Linked DNA regions of Mus musculus: regions 1 and 2 are each linked to region 3. The links are chromatin contacts, called in public promoter capture Hi-C maps. All regions are on one chromosome and are shown on one strand. Each heading gives the region's core, a stretch centred on a gene start, on an enhancer-like site or on the middle of the called end of the contact. The rest is flanking DNA. Distances are from core to core; before and after follow the strand shown. Region 1 holds the start of Nemp2 (nuclear envelope integral membrane protein 2). Region 2 overlaps Hecw2 (HECT, C2 and WW domain containing E3 ubiquitin protein ligase 2). Region 3 holds the start of Ormdl1 (ORM1-like 1 (S. cerevisiae)).

Region 1 (3,028 bases), core at 223-2,722, 670 kb after region 3:
AACGTAAGGAATATCTGGAATGGCAAGACAGAAGTTGCCATTTTCTTTTCAGCTGTGAACTGGAATTTTATCATCTCCTGGGTATCTTACACTTCTCAGAAAGAAAGTCCTGGTGAACATTTACATGCGTCTTTAACACAACTGAGGACTATTAAGCTAGGCGCAACAGTACAGCTCTGAAAACCCTTCACCTGGGAGGTAGAGGCAGGAATGTTGTACAGCCAAGGCCAGCCTGGTCTATGTAAAAATCTCCAGATCTGCTAGGGCTATATGGTGACCCATACAGCAGCAAAACTTGAAAAACTGAGTTCCTTGAAGCAAATAAAAGGAGCAGAAATAATACCTGTGTGCCCTGGAGAATACGACACCTACAGGTTAAATCAACAACTGCACTAGAGCCCAAGATTCTGAATCTATATAACTACTTCTACCCCTCTGCTGCCACGCCCAGGAGCCCTCCTCCTCAAACTGTTTTATATTTTCACAAGTACCTATTATATTTACTACCAATTCTTTGTTCTCTAGCATGTAAAATGGGCATATATGAATAATCAGTATAAGACAATGCAGTTAGAGCAAATCAGCCCTGCATAGCACAAAATAGTTAATTAACACATTCCTGTTCAATGAAAAGCTGACCACAGACCGTCCCCTAAGGTGTAACTCACTGCAAGATACCAGTATGGGCACAAGGTGTGACAGAAGCTAATAACTGCTTACTGAACATCCATTCTCTCTTTCAGTCTTAGACACCCTACTAACTTTGTCGGTGTCGGAATATTATCCAATTGAAAGTCTGTATCTTGACAGCCTCCCTTGAGTCTGTAAGTGACCATGTAATGAAGAATACAAACAAGCAATCTTTTGAAGGATGTAGTGAATGGTAGAAATAAATGTTAAACTCGTGGAGACTGCGTTTTGCTGCTACAGCTTTCTGAGCCAGAATCTTAAGCACCCCAAACAGTCTGAGTAGCTCACTGAGACTTCCTGTGCACCTGGTTCAATGCTGGAGCATCAGCAGTATTTTGCATATGACCAGCTACCCAGGTCACAGCAGCCAATCAGAAACAGAATTTCGGTTCCTTTCTGAAGCTTCTATCCTTCTCTAGCCTTGAGTTTCCTGAGATTTCTGAAGACAGATAAAATAAGGTTTCAGACATAAACTGCAGACAAAGGGCCAGCTGTGCGGTTGTCCAGCGGTGTGATCCTGAACAAACCAAAACACTGAAGTATCCGATGCCCGCAGACAGGGGCGGGGCCTGGCCGCGGCCGCGCGTGACCCTGCGGCGCCGAAAGGAGGCCCCCCCGCCCGGAGCCGGGGTTACCTGACATCGCTGCCTCCTCGTCGTGCACCGCGCTCGCTGGCAGTGTAGCCAGGGGCTGCAGCCAGAGCACCAGCCACCACAACCTAGGCAGCATCGCGGCCAGAGCGGCGGAAGTGGCGCAGCGGACCAAGAGCGGGAAAGCGGAGGGAGGGGATTGCAGGGGCGGAGCCGGCTGCGGCCCCGCCCTTCCGCGGTCCGCCGAGCGGCTCTCCCAGTGGCCTCCAGGGGGCGATCACCTGCCTTCCCGATTCTTGCTCCTGGGCCAGCTTGCAGAGTTGGCGGGCAGTTTAAAACACGCCGGAGCCCCGCGCAGGGTTCTCAGAGCACTGGTGCGGGCCACTCAGAAAGGCAGGCTCTTCACATGCACCCTCTCAGAAATAAGACCAGCAAGCCCCACTTAGACAAAAGCCTGACTTGTTTGTTTGTTTGTCCCTCCTTTCACCTCTTCCTTTTTTTTTTTTTAAGCAACAAGTTGAGAAATTTGGTGCTTAAATAATTTGTGTCTAAGCTCATGAACACAGTATCTTTCAAAAAAAAAAAAAAAACCCAAAAGGGTTATATAAGTTCACTATTAATAAAGTGTTACTTTAATAGAGATCTGGAGGCTGGAGAGATGGTCCAGTGCTTAGGAACACTTATCGCTCTTCCAGAGAACCCATGTTTCCCAGCGTGCACATGGCAGCAGCCCCAAACATATGTAACTACAGTTTCATGGAATCAACTGCCCTCTTCTGAATTCTGCAGACATATGGTACACAGACATACACACAAGCTAAACACCCATACACTTAAATTAAAAAATAAGCCTTCTTTTAAAAATGAGATTGTATTTTTAAAAATTCAAAGATATAGTGAGTGTTCTAAACATAACCAACCTGGCAGAGATGATAGCTCTCTAAAGTCAGCCTATTGAGACAGAAGACTCCAAGAAACTGGAATGCTGCACAGTAAACCACTCTGGGGAGCAGAGAAAGCCACCACCAACCACAAGAGAATAGTCTGTCCTAGAAAGAGACTCACAGTTTCTGAGCCCTATGGTTTATTGATGATCAGGATAATTCTGTGTTAAGAGCAAGCCTTCTTTGGTCTCTGGAAACCTTTCAGTGTGACTTACTATTTCATACTTGAAGTAGGGCAGAAGAGTGTGGTGGTAGTGGACTGTAATCCCACCATTTGAGAAACAGAGTTAATGATGGGTAAGGTGAGCCTAAGTGGCATAGGGGATCCAAGGCTAGTCTGGCTACATGAGACCTAATTTAACCTTCCTCTGATCCCCATCCCTGCCCCACCACACACACAAAGCTAGAGTAAGAAGTTGTGTTCTTTTCTCTAATTCCAGTCTTCCACTAACAGCACTAAGCTCGATATAATAGAAATCTTTTTTTTTTAATAACTCAGCTTCAATTTTTTTTAATGGTCTAAATAGGAAAGAATGTCTCTGAGTTATCTAAAGGAGGCTTTCACCAAATGCCCCGTATATGTGTATACCTAGTATGTGGCTGTAAAAGCTCAGAGTTTTTTTTTTTAAGGAAATTATTAGGGGCTGATTTTTAAAAATAAACCTTCATTATTGGAATCTGTCCTTTATCATTTTTTTTCCCTGGATCCCCTTGGTATGCCTCTTGCAAAGCAACTTTTTGCTCCAATTCTGTTCAAACTGGTTTGGTTAATTTGGGATAATGCTAAGGAAAGCAACTGAAAGA
Region 2 (2,894 bases), core at 323-2,822, 610 kb before region 3:
TCCATGTAACGTTTGCCTGCTCAGTTCACTTCAGTGGACTCCACATTTCAGAATCCCAGTGAGATTGTCCATGCAGAGCCATGAGATTGGGTCATGAAATGTGTCTGTGTTCTAGCCTACTGTTCTGGGCGAGAAATCGATCCATTTACCTAACTAGAACCACTAACCCCCAGAGGGGAAATGAGGAGCCCTCTTTTGTCTTAAAGCAGGGCCTTGCCAGAGTCACACACACACACACACACACACACACACACACACACACACCACACCACTAAGGCCCACTCGGTCAGTCGGAACCCACTTGCATAGTGTCTCTTTGCTTCCTCTGCCAGTTTGTTCTAGCATGTTCTTCGCCCTTGTGACTTTTGTTATTCTCCCTCTAATGGACCATCTTCCTGCTTTTGAGTGCTCTGGTCTGTGTGTCCTCAGAGTTTCACACAGGCAAAACTTAGCACATAGTTAATGACAGGTAATGAGACCCCCTCAGTTAATAGAAAGTGGGCAGCCAGCCCACAAGCTTCAAAGGCTGAAAGTAGAAAATAGTTTTACTACTATATTTGTCTGTTCTAACATAGCTAGATTGGGAGAATCCCCCATACAGCCTTTTAATTACATATATCATATATTTCATAATGGCCTTTACCTCTTCAAAGCAATTTCTTAATCTTTATTCTACTGGTTTTGAGTCTTACTGTGTTATGAAAAAATTAGAAGGCTTATTATTAGTCCTTCTCACAGTTGACCAAATTGAGGCAAACGAGATTAAGTGTTTTTGTCGTTGCAGCTATAACAACATAATTTTATGTAAACTGGAATACAAATATCCGTTTAAGCTTTAGCTGTATCTATAACTCTATATACATACATACACATTATACATTGTATATGTGTGTATATATACATATATACACACAACACTGTATGTGCTATATGTTTACATATATGCTTGTTCAAAATACTTTATTTATGAAAATGTAGTGTTTTCTTTAGACCCTGACAGTCATATGAGTGTTTTTTTCATAGACTTGAAAAGGCTGTGAATCTAATGGTTGTTTACTACTTACTAATGAGGAGAAAATACTTCTTACACTTAATTTACTTTGATAGATGTTTTTTCCAAGACCAGTCAAACCTGGCACTGTGTTATGTGTCTCACTGAGTGGAGAGGAGGAAGATAAAAGGATATAATTAATTATAAGACCCAGGTAAGATTCCCACGCTTAAGGAGCTGTCCATCCACAGGGAATTACATCAAGCCCAAGGCTGGCATGGGCTCCTGACCCTAACTGCCTCGTCCTGCTCTCCTGGAGTTCTGCTGCCTCTCCTTAGTAGATGGGAGGACTGTGCTTGGTGCACTAGATTAGGAATCACTGTGCCCTGACTGCTTGGCACACCCACTTAGAACAAGGGCCAGTGAATGGTCTCTTCAACACAATCATCATGCAAGTTTGTTCCCTGAGAGCCTTGTTAGAGAGTACAACTTGAAAACTCTTTGCCATAGCCACACAGACTGGTGTGGTCTCTGGCATTGAAGCTTGCATGTTCGTGTGCAAACATGAGGAGCGCAGAGCCAGTGCAGGAAGTGAGAGCTTGCCAGTGGCAGTGAAAACTTCAAAGCAGGGGTAACCACAGGATAAACTGTTAGCTAGCCCAAGTTTCTCGATGGCAACCCCCAGAGAATTTTGTTAGTCTTCCCTGTTTCCATGATATTGTTCCCCCATGTTCTTGTGTCCCCTGAGTCCTGCCTGCTTTGCAGTACTGAGGCTCTAGACCATATAACTGCTTCTAGCCATCAAAAACAATTCTCATTTAGACTAGAGGGTTGAAATACTTCAAGGTATTTGAGACTCCAGTTTAAGGAACTAAGATTGGAGATTGTTCATTAGAGATAATCACACTCCCTCCCTTTCTCTCTCCCTCCCCCTTTCCTTCATTTTCCCTCCCTCCTCCCTTCCCTCTCTTCCCTCCCTCCTTCCCATTCTTTCTCCTTCTATGTGCTTTGACAGGGAAAATATTTTAAAGGCAAAGCAAAATCTATTTATGACAAGGAGCTACTGAGAACACATGTTGCACACGAAGAAGGAGCTAACACATGCCAGTGACTTAAGCTAACAAAGGGTTACTTCTCTTTCGAGATTGGGTTGTTAGGGTTCTCTGTATCCCAAAACACTCACTAGCCAGGCTTGAGAGTACCCAGTTTCTGTTCTTTCTACACCAAAGGGAAGAAAACTACACAGGGATTCTCAATGGCTCATAAATTCTGTGAGCTGAATGTGACGACACTGAGGGACCCTGGAGAGATAGGTGGCTGTCACATGTATTCATCTTTTGAACTAATAGCTACATAATACTGGACACAGCATAGACAGTAAATGCTTATTACATTGACACAGTTTCCAGGTACTCTGATGTCTTTGGGGGTTACTCTGGACTGTCTTAGACTGGAAGAAATAGCAAAGCCCATGAAGAAAAGCCCAAAGAACCTCCACAGACTCAATCATTCCTAGTACCTCTGAGATGCTGAAGATAAGGGGACCTGGAAGCCCTTTCACTCTGTCCCCGAAGGATAGATTTCCAGGGTGGATCATTCCTAGCCTAGTCAGTTTCCTGGATAGCATCTTCCTGCTGACTCAAGAACATAGATCCCATAGAGGTGTTCCCTGTCTGCTGCCTAGCACATGAATTAGCCCATGAATTTGTTGAATAACCAGTATGTGGAAAGTCTGTGATATAAGCAGTCTTTGCAGACTTTGATAATGAGTTGAAACTGTAGTCTATGACAAGACGGTCTTTTTTTCCTTTTGTTGGTTGTGGTAGAGTGGTATTTTAATAAATGCAGCTGTGTGTGTGTGTCAGCAAGGTGGGGGGGGGCAACACCAAAACAAAACAGTGGG
Region 3 (3,004 bases), core at 300-2,799:
TTGCCAAAATCTGAGGTCAGCCTAGCCGAATAGCAATACCCTATTTCAAAATTCTTTAAAAAAAGAAAAAATTACATATATGTAAAATGTAAGCAGAGTGAGAGCCAGGAGCTAAATATATAATTGTTCAAGTTAGCAGTTTCACTGCGATGTTTCAATATATGCCTATACCATGTTTCTAGTGTATCCCCTCTCCTGCTCTCTCCACTCCCCTTCCCGTGGCAGTCTAGCCCATTTTGTATTTTCAGGTCATCTTTTTGTTTTCTTTTATGAGCTTTCCGCATACTACTTTTATTTCTCTGTGGAGCTAGTTTTGTCAAATATAATAATCACCAATAAAATAGTATTTTAAAAAGATGTGTGTGTGTGGGGGTGGGGGGACAGAACTGGCTCAACCAGTCTGAGTGGCAAGATGCTAACATGTAATGGAACATTTTAGCCATAGTCAGAGGTCAAAAGCATTTTGCTTTGATCTCCCTCTCTCTTGAAACAAGGTTTCACTGTATAGGTTGGTCAGGCTGTCCTCATTTTCACAGGTATCCTCCTGTAGAGTAGAGGGATTACAAGTGTATAAGCCACTAATGCCTGGCTGTGTGCCCCCATTTGAATAGTGAACCTAGAAATAACAAGCTGTTGATGTAAAATGAAAAATTTATAGGGTTAGGGGTTCAAATTTGTACCACAACTAGGTTAAAGTCATGAATCTTTCTCAATATTTCTTTAGCCAAACTCTCTACTTATTTATTTATTTACCTCCGCGCGCCCCCACCCACCCGCTTACTCCTTTTATGTTCAGGAAGAAACACTAAGTATTAGTATTTCTAGTATTAGTACTCAATTGTCGTGAGCATACAGTTTTGGGGGGGCCTAAGAGTTTACTTTGTTACAATCAAACTGAAATGGGTGTTGTCTGAGAGAAGGAAATGCGCTAGAATACATTTCAGCTTCTATTCAAAGATACCTAAAATCCTTTCTATTGCAGTGTTTGAAGAAAGGAATTTCACCCGGCTACGCAAGTGTTTCTGGAGTGTAATGTTCTTTCGGCTTCTCAAGATGTATGGAACAGGCAGTGATGAAAGTTACACTAAGGGAGAGTCTCGCGTAAATTTTGCTTCTATAATAACCAAGTACCTATAATGCACTTTTAAAGCTTAATAGTTCGAACATCCCACACAACGTAAAAAATTAAAAACCCAAACCCGCTGGAAAGAGCCTCACATTGCCACCTATGCTAGATTAGAAACCCTTTCTCAGCAGGTTGTGCCGCAAAGGCTTCGCTACCCGGCCCTCCCCGCCCGCGCACACCCACCGCCCCAGTCGCGGCTGCACTTCCGCGGCGCGCCGACCACCTGCGGACACCTAGGGTGCACAGCGCGAGCCCCGGAGGCAGCAGGAACCTGCTCTGCCGCAGGCCTTCTGGGCCGTGCCGCAGCTCTAGGAAGCCTTCGAGCTTACCGGCCGCCAGCTCCTGGCTGGTCACAGGACAATTCCCGCGGCAGCCACAGTAGGTCCTCTGGCTAGAGCTACTGGTGCGCCCCACCGCTTCCGGAAGGCTGCCAAGCTGCTCTAGCGAGCAGCCGATTGGCTGCCAGCCGCGCCAATCCCACTTCCTGCTGTGGGCGGGCCTTAGAGGAGCGCGAGCGCGGGTCCTGCTGAGCGCAGCCGTGCTTCGGTCCGAAGGACGTCCAGCGAAGTAGGCCGTGCAACTCAGGGTTTGCTGAGTGCTTGCCGCTGTGGGTGGTGAATGCGCGCTAGAAGGTAGTGTCACCGCGAACGAGCGTGCCCGGTGATGCTCGGGGAGGCTGAAGGCGCCTCCCGGGGCTAGGTGCGGATTTGCGGGGCTCGCGCGCACGCGTTTCAAGCCTCTGGGCTGGCTCGGCAGTAGTTGGAGCTCAGACCCTTGGGGTTCAAGGTGGGAAAGTTTTGTCTTGCTAGAGAGTGTAGCGGCTTGTAGCACTGTGCGTTGTCTCACACAAAAAGGTATTAATTTGTGGTTATTCCCAATGAAGACAGTGTACATCCTGAAGAGATGTGAATACCAGAAGTTCATCTCTATGAGGAAGGGGAGGAAAAAAAGATTTGATTAATCCATTCTCTTTCTAAATCATCTTTGAAAGTACTTTTTTTTTTTTAACCTTGGTGATTTGTATTTATAAAACTTTGTGAGTTTTATTTCAGAAATAACTCTGAAAAACATTTTAAAGTTGACAGAATGCTTGCGTGCGTGTGTGTGTGTGTGTGTGTGTGTGTGTGTGTGTAGGTATCTTTTATTTGTGTTGGTTCTGTGTGATGGTTGGGTTGGATTTATTCTGTTGTAAAATTTGCTGTTTTCTCCCTAAAATCCAAGCTCTCTAATCTTTTTGCTTTTGTAGATCAGTTTCTCTTTCTGATCACAGCATACTTCCAGGACTGTTGATTGGCTTCAGTAAACATGACTTCTTTTCTAACACTAGGACTGTTCCAACAGTAGGATTGTCCTCACTAGGTATGAATTCTTTTCCCACACTCCATGTGTTGTGTGCTGGAACATCAACCCTCTGGCTTTTCAGAGGAGGTCTTTAAGTGCACACCCCTTAATAATATGCCACATTCCTGAATATGTTTTCAATATACATTCACTGCCCTCAAAGCAATATGAGCCAGAGAGGAAGGGACAGATAAATAAAATAGCCATTTATGAGTTTGAATTAAAAAAACGAAGGGATGCCTAATCTCTTGGGAGATTGGAATATGGAAAAAGAGTTTTGGGAACTGACACAAGACATCCCAGAAAAATGTCATGTGGCCCAGGAAATCCTACCACATCTAGGTAAAGAGAGCCACATTGTAGTGTGACCAGATTAGTACTGTGTGTACATTTGGAAAATGGGATGAAATTAGAGAGATAGGGTAGTAGGGAATTTGGACTTAACATACTTAGCAGTTGAAAAATCTTAAAAATTTAAAGTAGGATAGCAAAGATACTTTAATTATAGAAACAACTTACAAATATTTAAATCCATAT

What was found. Promoter capture Hi-C pulls out the DNA fragments that hold promoters and counts their contacts.
Region 1: a contact with region 3 is called in a promoter capture Hi-C map of pre-B cells, with 4 times the contacts expected there. The contact joins the promoter of Nemp2 here to the promoter of Ormdl1 in region 3. A contact is called at or near these places in 6 of 39 promoter capture datasets (the C10 cell line, cranial neural crest, embryonic stem cells and 3 more), 2 of 484 Hi-C or Micro-C datasets (embryonic stem cells and pre-B cells), 4 of 115 datasets of contacts at active chromatin or transcription factors (astrocytes, effector CD8 T cells, forebrain and 1 more) and 1 of 9 other capture datasets (adipose tissue).
Region 2: a promoter capture Hi-C map of pre-B cells shows a contact between it and region 3, with 2.9 times the contacts expected there. The contact joins the enhancer-like site here to the promoter of Ormdl1 in region 3. A contact is called at or near these places in 7 of 39 promoter capture datasets (the 3T3-L1 cell line, the C10 cell line, embryonic stem cells and 4 more), 2 of 115 datasets of contacts at active chromatin or transcription factors (astrocytes and large pre-B cells) and 2 of 9 other capture datasets (embryonic stem cells and macrophages).

What each region holds. Positions count from the first base shown.
Region 1 is chr1:52,629,149-52,632,176 of GRCm38.p6, reverse strand. It overlaps Nemp2 (nuclear envelope integral membrane protein 2), which reads right to left and starts at 1,472. Exons shown (of 9, transcript NM_001142647.1): 1 at 1,326-1,472. The coding sequence starts at 1,419.
Region 2 is chr1:53,905,054-53,907,947 of GRCm38.p6, reverse strand. All of the region lies in intron 13 of Hecw2 (HECT, C2 and WW domain containing E3 ubiquitin protein ligase 2), which reads left to right. Among named protein-coding and RNA genes, the nearest start is that of Mir7681, 57 kb to the right of the region's middle. Within about 2 kb of position 1,572, at least 39 of the 459 cell types and tissues checked have an H3K27ac peak or open chromatin away from gene starts, as enhancers often do. A contact at or near this core is called in pre-B cells, where this site is marked.
Region 3 is chr1:53,295,640-53,298,643 of GRCm38.p6, reverse strand. Ormdl1 (ORM1-like 1 (S. cerevisiae)) reads right to left here and starts at 1,549. Exons shown (of 4, transcript NM_145517.4): 1 at 1,456-1,549. Pms1 (PMS1 homolog 1, mismatch repair system component) reads left to right here and starts at 1,616. Exons shown (of 13, transcript NM_153556.2): 1 at 1,616-1,758.